2 separate regions of the Rattus norvegicus genome follow, and region 2 is linked to region 1. A link is a contact called in public Hi-C data. All regions are on one chromosome and are shown on one strand. Each heading gives the region's core, a stretch centred on a gene start, on an enhancer-like site or on the middle of the called end of the contact. The rest is flanking DNA. Distances are from core to core; before and after follow the strand shown.

Region 1 (5,047 bases), core at 2,340-4,839:
ATTAATAGTGTGTACCACCACCACTCAGCCTTAAACCCTTAATTTATGTGTTGAGGTGTTTCACCCGCCTAGATGTCTGTACACAACCTATATGCCTGTCCTGTGAGGCCACAAAGGATGTCAGGTGCCCTGGAAGCAGAGTGTCTGATGGTTGGTTATAAGTCACTATGTGAATGCTGAGAATGAAAACCTGCTTCTCTTAAAGAGCAGCCTCTTAACTTCTGACCCCTCTCTATAGACCCTAGTTAAAAACTGTTAATATCTTACATTGTAGTACATACATACAGATATATGCATACAGACACACACATAAACACACACACATAGTACATCGTTCCCAACAATATTCATGCACAAATGCTATGTATACCTTAGGAAAAATTTGATAGGAGGAGAGGGTACAGGGAGAGGGCCATGTCAGAAAGGTGAGAGAAGGCTCCTAGGGAAAAAAATACAATTGAGATGCAGTAAAGGTGAGGTAAATAAGAAAGGATGAAGGTTCCTCCAGGACAGAAGACCATGTGTGTGCAGGGCTTCCTGTGGTGAGGGAAGCAGAGCAGAGAGTGCAGAACAAAATGGAGGGCCAACTCAAGGCGAGAAGGCAGCCGGTGTGGTGCCTCTTAGGTCTTGGTCTTACTGTGAGAACAATAAAGCAGCAAGAAAGGCTGGATATGGTAGCACAAACCTGTATGCCACTACTCTAGAAGCTGACACAGGAGGATGGAAGGTTCAAGGCCAGTCCGGATAAAGGTGAGACCCTATCTTAAAAACCAAAAAAAAAAAAAAAAAAAAAAAAAAAACAAAAACAAAAGCTAAAAGAAAAGGGCTGTAAGCAGAGATGATAAAAGATTTGTATTTTCAAAGATCAGTGATATATGAATGGAAGGTTCTAGCAGAAGTTGGAAGGCTGTTTAGGAAGCTACTGCAGTGAACCTAAAGGACAAAGACAGAACTAGTTACAACAGAAGCAAAATAAACAACACTAGGTAGCTAATTGCAACTGATGTTGGTAGGGAGCTTAAGGAGACCATGATTTCAGATTCCCACAAGTAGACGAGTAAAGGTCCTACCACCAAGCCAGGCACAGCAGCACAAGCCTTTACTCCCAGCACACAGGACATAGAGACTGGAAGCCACCCTGGTCTACATAGTAAATGCTATATAGTAAAATTTTTGTCTTTTAAACTTTCTCAAAAAACATTATCCTTAAAAGACAATGGGAGCATTCCTGGAAGACCACCAGGTCGTACTGCTTTGTTTCAAAGGGACTGGACACAAGACAGAAATGCAAAAAAGAAAAAGGTTCTTTAAGTATGGTAAAGAACGGTGAATTGGAAAATAGGAATAGAAGTCAAAAGAGATGGAAAATTAATATACCAAACAAACAAAAACAAACCAAAAACAAAAAAAAAAGAAGAAGAAAAGATAGGCCTTCAGCGTCAGCCATAAAACAGACCTACACAGTCCTACTCCTCACTACCACTGAAAATATTTTGAATTATTTCAAAATAGACTAAAGAGCTATAATATGCAATACCTAGGAGAACAAAGGATTAGCATAAAAGAATTTATTATTTATATCAAAGTGTATTATTGAGATATCAGAAATTTTCTAATTTTGAGAACGAAGGAAAGATGGAGACCGCCTGTGTGGGAAGAAGGAAGTAAATGCCAGCCTGGAAGAAAGGAAGCAGAACGAAGTCTAATGACTCCACTTCTCCAATTTTCACAGTTTAAGGACATTTTATCTTCACCTCTGGACAAATGGCTGCTCTTGTCCTCGGTGCTAAGGAAATGCAGAAATAGCGCCATACTTATTTGAAACCATGGCTTACCCTGCCCTCATGTGGTAGCAGAGAGGAACTACACCAATATGTTACAGGACCCTGAGAATGCCCACATGAAGTTCATGGTATAATTATTAATCCATGACCAAAGACTTAAAGATTGCAGGCAGAGAGAAAACTGGTAATAGTCCTTGCCAAGGGATTTATCTTCTAGGCTAGTAATGCACAAAAATCTAGGGTTTTGTTGTTAACTGGAGGTAACAAAAAAAGATGTCTCCCCTTTTCTTAAAGATCACATATTTAGCAATTCCAGAATACAGTCTGATACTGTTTTTTCAAATCCAATTCATGGTATATTTGATTATATACAAATGTCTCAATTTTTTAATGGCATGCACAAACGGGTTAATGAACATTTCTGGTACACATAAAAAACCATAACACAGATATCAGAAATTGTCTTTTTGAATAAATAAAATCCCCTTTGTTATCTTCAAATTAATCAACTGACTTTTTTACTACCTAGGAGAACATGTCACAATAGTAAACACAATTCAGAAAAAATTAGGTTCTCAAAACTATCTAGACAAATATATCACTGATACAATCAACTTAACATTAGTCACACATACAAAAAAAAACATGGCGAAGGTCTAATACATCATTCCTGACAATTCTCTTCACGGTAAAAAAAAAAAAGAAAAGAAAAGAAAAACACGATTGCCCAATATGATTGACATTCTGTGCAGGATTACCATCCTTTTAACAGACTGAAAATGTGTATGCTTTTCACAACTGTTTACACACATATAGATTTGACTTTGGGCTTTTTATTTTTTTAAGGCATGTGAACTCAAAGACCAAAACATGAAATATAGCAATAGGTATATTTTCCCAATTTTCAGTTTTGATACCGGGATAACATCATTTCATTTCTTTATATTCATAATCTTCATTTCCCCCTTTTAAAATCTAGACACTATTATCCATTCTGTCTCTGTACATCCCCAAATATTACTGATTCAACCGTTTCCCTTAATCTTCTTGGTTTTCTTTCCCATATACTCCCTAGCCAACACACACACACACACACACACACACACACACACACACACACACACACACTTTCACATGCTCATTCCATTTCAAAACACCCAACCAACTCTTACAGTTGGTTGGCTTTTTTTTTTTCTTTCAAACAAAATCACTCCTATATTGCTCTTGTTTCCTCTCCTTAATTTGGCACTCCTTTTGAAATAATTTTACACACCAAAACACCAATGTCTTTCTTTCACAACATCAATCTGCGGAAGGGGAAAAGATTAGGAACCGGGGAAGTGAAACATTTGGGAATGTCAAAGAGACAGCGACCTCTCCTTCGGGAGGAAAATACAACTCTCATCACCGAGCTGTCGACATAGTGAGACTTTTCTTCAGGCGTGCTCCGGTTCCCCTCCTGACCTCAACGCCACCTTCCTGGTGCTCTGCTTCCCTGTCCTCGGCTGTGTGTCCGAGGGGCAGCAGAGCCCGGCGGCCGCCACCTTCTCGCCGGCAGCGGCCCCACCACTCACCTGGCAGGTGCGGACGTCCGGAGAGCTGCACGAATCGGTTGAGCTGTCCGGTGCCCCGACCCCCGCCGGCCGCGCCGGCCCCGCTAACCCCGCTGGCCCCGCCGGCTGCGCCTCCTCCCCGCCGGCGGTTCCGGTCCCAGCCCTGGGCAGCCGACATGGCCCGCTAACGATTGCCGCAGCCCGGTCCCGGCAAGCCCCTGCCCCGATAGCGCGAGCCGAGCCTCCTTCCCGGGCTCCTCAAGAGACCCGGGAGACAGGGGCCGGGGGAGCGCCGAGCTCACCAGCAACCAATGGCTGGCCGCCTTGGTGACATAGAACCAATGGGCAGTCGTTTTCTTGGCAGGTGGAGGGAGGCGGGGAGAGACGTGGTAACCATAGCTATAGCTAAAAGAGGTGGGGGGGAGAAAGGCATAAACAGCCGCTCACTGAGCGCACCAATTCTCAGGAGCTAGCCCGCTTAGCTGGGAGGCTGGGTGCTCAGACCAGACAGTCGAAAGCCGAGTGAGGAGGCTACGCCTGAGGAGACTCCCAAGCAGGGCCGCTGCCCCGGCATGGTCGGTACTCCGGAACTCTGCCCATAAGCATTGTATTTAGAAGTATCATATGTACACAATGCATGTACTTGGTGTAGGTACATCTGTCTGCAGCTATGCCGACTGAGACCCGGTCTGCGGACTGTTGCCACACACAAAGGGCTCACGGGAGGTGGGGGCGGAGGGGCGGAGTCAGATGAAATCTAAAAAAACTCCCGGCTTTCATCATTTGTTTTGTTTCATAGTGGCACTGCCGGGACTCTTCGCCGTCGTAAGCCACGTCAAGAGCAAACCTGATTAGCAAATACCGAAAACTGTTCGATCTTAGAGTAATCATAGAAACACAAATGAAAATTCCAGTAAGAAACCTTTCAGGCTTCACATACATCAATGAAGATCTTTAAATATCACACAGCTTCTGTAAAAAAAAAAAGAAAGAAAGAAAGAAAAAGATACTCTCATAAATGACCAACGATCATGTAAATGTTTCTACTCACAAAAACAAAACAAAAAAAAACCTCAATTGTTTTACAATATACACAACGACAGAAAATGAAACGGACGATGTGATTTTAAAATGTAAAGATCAGAACTTCCTATCGTTTCAAAATTAAACAGAAAATTTGGCTTAGGACTCGGGGAGGCGCAGTGCACAGTGGGAAAATGCAGATACACATTGCTGTTTCCAAATAAGGAAAAAACATAATTTTCTCAAGGGGGACAAAACCTTTCAAGATTAGCTGACCCTCTTGATGTTTCACACATGAGAACCTCACACGTTGGATTTTTTTTTTTTTTTTTTTTTTTTTTTTAAGGATTGGGGTGGAGAAGGAGAGAATGCTGAGACCAGAAATACCCTTTGACCTCAGCAAATTTCTTGTCGCCAGGAGATTTTGGTTTTGTCCCCACACCCAGTTTCTGTAGGAAAATTAGTATTTTATCCTCTATGCATTATAATACAGTTTATTGAAATGTTTGACATCTGAAAAAAGAGGAAACCAGCGATGCTAGGGGTGTAGGTAGCTCAGATGCTTAAGTACTTGTCTAGCACCAAAGGTGCAGTCCCCTGCCACAGAATAAAACTCAGCATGGTGGCACATTCTTGTAACCCCAGAACTGGGGATGGATGGTGGCAGGAAGATCAGGCATTCAAGTC
Region 2 (5,070 bases), core at 2,334-4,833, 42 kb before region 1:
GAAGTTGATATTAAGAAGCTGGGACCAGCAACACCTGAGTCCTTGTCCACGAAGGAATGAAGAAATGACTAAAGCATTCTATAGACCTTGGAGGTTGTGTCTGACTGTGCCAGCTCTACCTAGAAAGGAATCTGTTGATGACTCTCAATGACGGAAGCTGAGCTAGCGACATCCTAGAAGTAGGAAGCGCAGAGCTGGCATTTCCCACCAGACTTCTCTTCCAAGCACCTACTCTGAAGCCCTGCCTCGGCTACTTCTCCATGCCTGAGTGGCTCCCGAGGTGGGACAGAGAGGGATCTAGAGCATGTCCCTTTCAAAGTTAGAGCTCAGAAGTATTTAATCACTCCTGTGCCAGACAGCTGAGCCACATGCCAAACAGTGCCTGATGTAAGTGTATCCACTGGTCTCAGAGTCTGTTATAGGGCAGCCCACTGTCTTTCTGGAGAGATCTTTATAAACCAAAGGTTAAACTGACTTACACACAGTCTCTACATGTTTAAGTTCAAACTCAAGTTCAGTCTCTTCTTAGGAGAAACAGTTCTTCAGAGAATTCTATCATCAGACCAGACTCAGACCACGATAAAGCTCCATTTACTCTAAGGTTTGGTGTAGTTAAAGAAACTTCCACAGATCTAGCTCCTACTTCACGCTGGATTAGAAGTAAGTAACAGTCCTGGGAAGATGGCTTGCTGGGTAACTTGCTGCTGTGCAAGCACAAGGACCCCAGTTCAGTTCCCAGCACCTCTTGAAACAACAAACACAACAAGCCAGGAGTGGTGAAGATGAACTTGTACAAGCAGTGCTGGCGAGGCGAGGTCAGGTGGCAGACCCTGGAGCTCACCAGCCAGGCAGTCAGCCTCAGCAGCAAGCCCCAGACGCCAGAGAGACACCGGCTCAAAAAAAAAGGTGGACAGCTCCTCAGGAACGATACCTGAGGCCGTCCTTTAGCCTGCACACGGAACAACAAAAGCCAACACCCAGGAAAGAATGGTGACAATAAGAGGGGCAATGGTAAGATTCACAAATTATACTTTCATACCAGAAGCGTGAAATGCCCCATCAAGTTCTATCTCCACTAAAACTGCAGCTGCACTGTTTTTTGACACTGCTGCTAGAGTATAAAAACATGAAGCAAATGCATCAACGTTAACCTGCCAGTCAGTACCTGTCCGTATATCCGACTGGGTCTCTTCCCACGACAGCTGAGTAAGGCCCATCTCTTGTACTTCACATTGCAGACGTGGACATCATTGCCGTTGCTCTCCCCAAATGGGATGCCTGTGCCTCCAAAGACAAGCAGGTTGTTTCCATGCAGCACAACTGAGAGAAGAGGAAGAGGAACATGTTCTGCTTGTGCACTGCTTCCTGTAGTGAGCTGCCCACGATCCCAAACCACTGACTGCAGTGTGCTGTCCATGCATCCAGACCACTGACTGCAGTGTGCTGCCCTCCGACCCAGAGCACTGACTGCAGTGTGCTGCCCTCCGACCCAGAGCACTGACTGCAGTGTGCTGTCCATGCATCCAGACCACCTGAGCAGCTCACGCATGTTTACTTTAATGATCTTATTAAGATCACACATATCCAACTGTAAGATTTTGCAAAAGAAATGGCTTACTTCACACTGTATGGATTATCTCACACGGCTCACTGCTAGATATATGATAAACAGCCAAGATGCACTAAATAAAATAACGTGCATAGCAATGTCAAGTTTACGAACTACAGAATACCACTGTTGTTCAAGACAGCTCGAATACACAGCACACCAGAGGAAAATGACCATTTTTGTCTTAGAAAAGACCCCACAGGACTAGAATAGGGGATTAAGGGATCATTCTCTGTCAGAGGAGTGATCTTTATACATTTTAAATTGTAGTTTCTGCCAGTTTAATCCTCTACCCGATAAAAAGAAACACCAATATCCTGCCGGCAGTTTTGGTATTTGCTCTTTATCTTTTCTGTTTGTTGCATTGTGTACAATCCTCCCTGTCTTCTTCCCTCCCTCCCTCTTTCCCTCTGCCTCTCTCATTTCCGTAGCTCTCCAACTTCCCATCGTCTTTTAACTCATACAGTGCAGTAGTTAACAGTCTATATATACTACAGCGCCGCCAAGAGTTGGATTTAATTCTAGTGGGACTTTTGGAGAAAACTAGTTAACCTCCCTAACGAATTGTAAATATTATTTTCTTCTCTCTTTCATTGTTACTTTCCTCTCTCTCCTGTCTCCCTCTCTGTGCTAAGTCTGCATCCAGAGCTTGGTGCACTCCACCATTAAGCAATGATCCAACCTCCACTTTTAGAAATGATAAACAGAAACAGAAGTAACAAATGTTTGTTTTTTAATTCCTCTGTTTATTTGTTTTCAGGAGATATAAGGCTAGTCTCAAATTCATTGCAATCCTTCTGTCTCAGCCTTCCAAGTGCTGGGATTATAGGTATGCACACCATATTGGCAAAAAGAGTTTAAATAGCTTAATGAGGGTTTCCTAAAAAGAGCTGGGATTCAATCCCAAGCAGCCTGGCTTCAGAGCATGAACCCTTAGCCATTTATTCTCAGAGTCCCTCTGAAACCTTGGGTTCCATCACTGTAGAAACTTATATCACAATGATGCTGTAAGGAAGTGAAGTCCTTCATTTAATAGCTATTAATTACTATAGCTGCAACTCCAGTTTTTCATTTGACTACATTTTTCCTAGGATATATGTAATACTTTATACTGAACCCCGAGATATCGTTAACCTCCCTTTACAGGTAAATAGTTAAAAACTCATCTGGCAATCCAATATTACAGTTAGATTCAAACCTGGAACTCAGAGATTCAGAGTCATTACACTATATTATCAGCACAGTGAAATACCTACTCAGTGACAACACTTACCATGTTACAATAGTGTACATTATTAAGAAGGGACAAGTGACACTGAACCTGCCACTTCAGATAGTTCACAAAGTCAAAAGTTCAAAACTGCTGGCACTTACGTGACATAGATGCCAATTCCCGGGGCATGTAGCCATCTGTGCCCATCTGGTGCCACACGCCTGTTGCAAAATGATACCTCCAAAGCTCCCTGAAGAGAGGATAGTCTTCGTTATCTGGCCCTCCCGATTCATCATAGTCTGGGTTATACCCTCCAAACACATAGAGATTGGTGTTATCTGCCACACAACGGTGTCCACTGCGGGCTGGGGGAGGTCTGTGGCCTAAAGAAGAAGAGGATGGTTTTCCAAAAGTGGCCCACAGTTGAAGAACATAAACAAAATTAGTAACAATCATTTGAACTTCAAAAGGGAGTCAGGGAGGGATTCCTAACACACGTGTCTGTCACTCACCTAGGTACTTTATGCATTACACAGACTACTCAAGATTTTTAGGGAGTTAGTCTCCACTTTTAGTCATATGATTTTCAAATTTCGAAGAGTAAAAGATTCTTCCCAGGAGAGGTGACACAGCATGATAAACTCAAGGAAATGACTGACGATGTGGAATTCAGAGAAGAAAGAGAGGCCTAGAATTTCAGAGGCTAAGAGGTCAAATTTCTTACTCTTTAGGTGAGAACACAGGCAAGCTAGGTTAAACTGTGACTATTGGAGAAAGCAATCACAAACATGAATGAGTCATGTCTAAGTAAACACATACATGTAAGTATACACTTAAAAAGAAAACTGGCTGTCATGTGCTCAGAGCAAAATTAATTCTTTGAATACCATTCCAAAACTTTTCAAAGAAGATCCTGCATTTATCCCAAAGAACATCTTATATTCTGTTTAAAGTTATCACTAAGAAAAGCTATTTATGAAAAAAAGGTTTAAACTCAAAATGGTCAAAAATAAAAAACTGTAGGTAAGACCTGTCTTCTGAAATACTCCATGATATTGGTAAAGACAATATTTTCTGGATAGGACCCCAGGACTCTTCCCCACACCCCCTCCCCAAAAAAGGGCAAAGTTTGGTGAACAGGAAGGAAGCAAATTATAGATTTTAAATATTTTTCCCTATGAGAGCTGGAATCAAACCTGTCTTGTGCATGGTTGGCAAGCATTCTGTCCTGAGCTACAGCCATAGACTCTTTCTCAAGTTTCAACTACACCAAACAGCCAGGCCTGTGACACAAGCCTGTAATCAAAATTACTCAGGAAGCTGAGGTAGGAGAACCATAATTTCAGTGCCTGACTGAGCTCAGAGCATAAGTTCAAAAACAGCCTAGGCAATTTGAGGACATAGCTCAAGTCAGTAGAGTTGCCAAGCATGTTTAAGGCCCTTGGTTAAATACCTAGTATACAGTAAGTAAATGACTAAATTATATACATTAATTCATTTAAATAATTTTGAGGTCCTTTTAAAGGAAAAAATCCACTACTTTATATTTCTATTATCCTTACAACCTCTTATACCAGTCTACATAAGCCCTTGAACAGTTACAGAACCAAACAGCTAAAATGCCATATGGACTAAGATGACTCTACACTCGTTACTACCCTAGAGATATCTGTTTTCATGTGCTACTGACAACAATATAATGTTCACTAGTACTTAGGGACACTGTTAGACGCCTAATAAATATGTTTTAAATTAGCATTTATTACCAAACTTGTGTGTCTTTTCAATCAAAAGCCCACTTTATAGGGTAAATTTGGAACAAGAGTTAAAATGCTATGTACAGAACTAAAATAACTGAAAAACAAAGCAACAATGTATCTTTTAGTCATTCTGGCCCCTGTCAGGCCTGTGTACAAATCACTACAGCTCTTTAAGGCCTGAATGAAGCAGCTCAGAGCCTTCTGATGCTAACTCCTTCCTTCACTTACTCACTAGGGCTGCCAGCCTCACTGCCCAGCTGCTCTTAAATGTTCACTGGCTTACAGGTCTCTTTCCAGGTGGAGAAGAGCTATTTGAGAAATAAATGTAGGTGCACCCACTTTTCTGTAACCTAGCCTATGGCTCACAGAGAACACTGAACAAGGTTGACAATGGAACTGGTTTGTAACTGATTCTTCTCCATTCATTTCATGTTTTTCTATTGCAAACAGAGTAAAAGTTCCTCAAAGGCAAACAGCGTGTATAATTA

Evidence for each region. A called contact is a pair of places that touch in the nucleus more often than the background predicts.
Region 2: a Hi-C map of liver shows a contact between it and region 1, with 4 times the contacts expected there. The contact joins the enhancer-like site here to the promoter of Klhdc10 in region 1. A contact is called at or near these places in 7 of 12 Hi-C or Micro-C datasets (Schwann cells, frontal cortex, hepatocytes and 3 more).

What each region holds. Positions count from the first base shown.
Region 1 is chr4:59,987,313-59,992,359 of GRCr8, reverse strand. It overlaps Klhdc10 (kelch domain containing 10), which reads right to left and starts at 3,589. Exons shown (of 9, transcript NM_001017456.1): 1 at 3,359-3,589. The coding sequence starts at 3,515.
Region 2 is chr4:60,029,169-60,034,238 of GRCr8, reverse strand. Klhdc10 (kelch domain containing 10) reads right to left here. Exons shown (of 9, transcript NM_001017456.1): 2 at 2,984-3,205; 3 at 1,166-1,320. Among named protein-coding and RNA genes, the nearest start is that of Klhdc10, 43 kb to the right of the region's middle. Within about 2 kb of position 3,583, at least 18 of the 93 cell types and tissues checked have an H3K27ac peak or open chromatin away from gene starts, as enhancers often do. A contact at or near this core is called in liver, where this site is marked.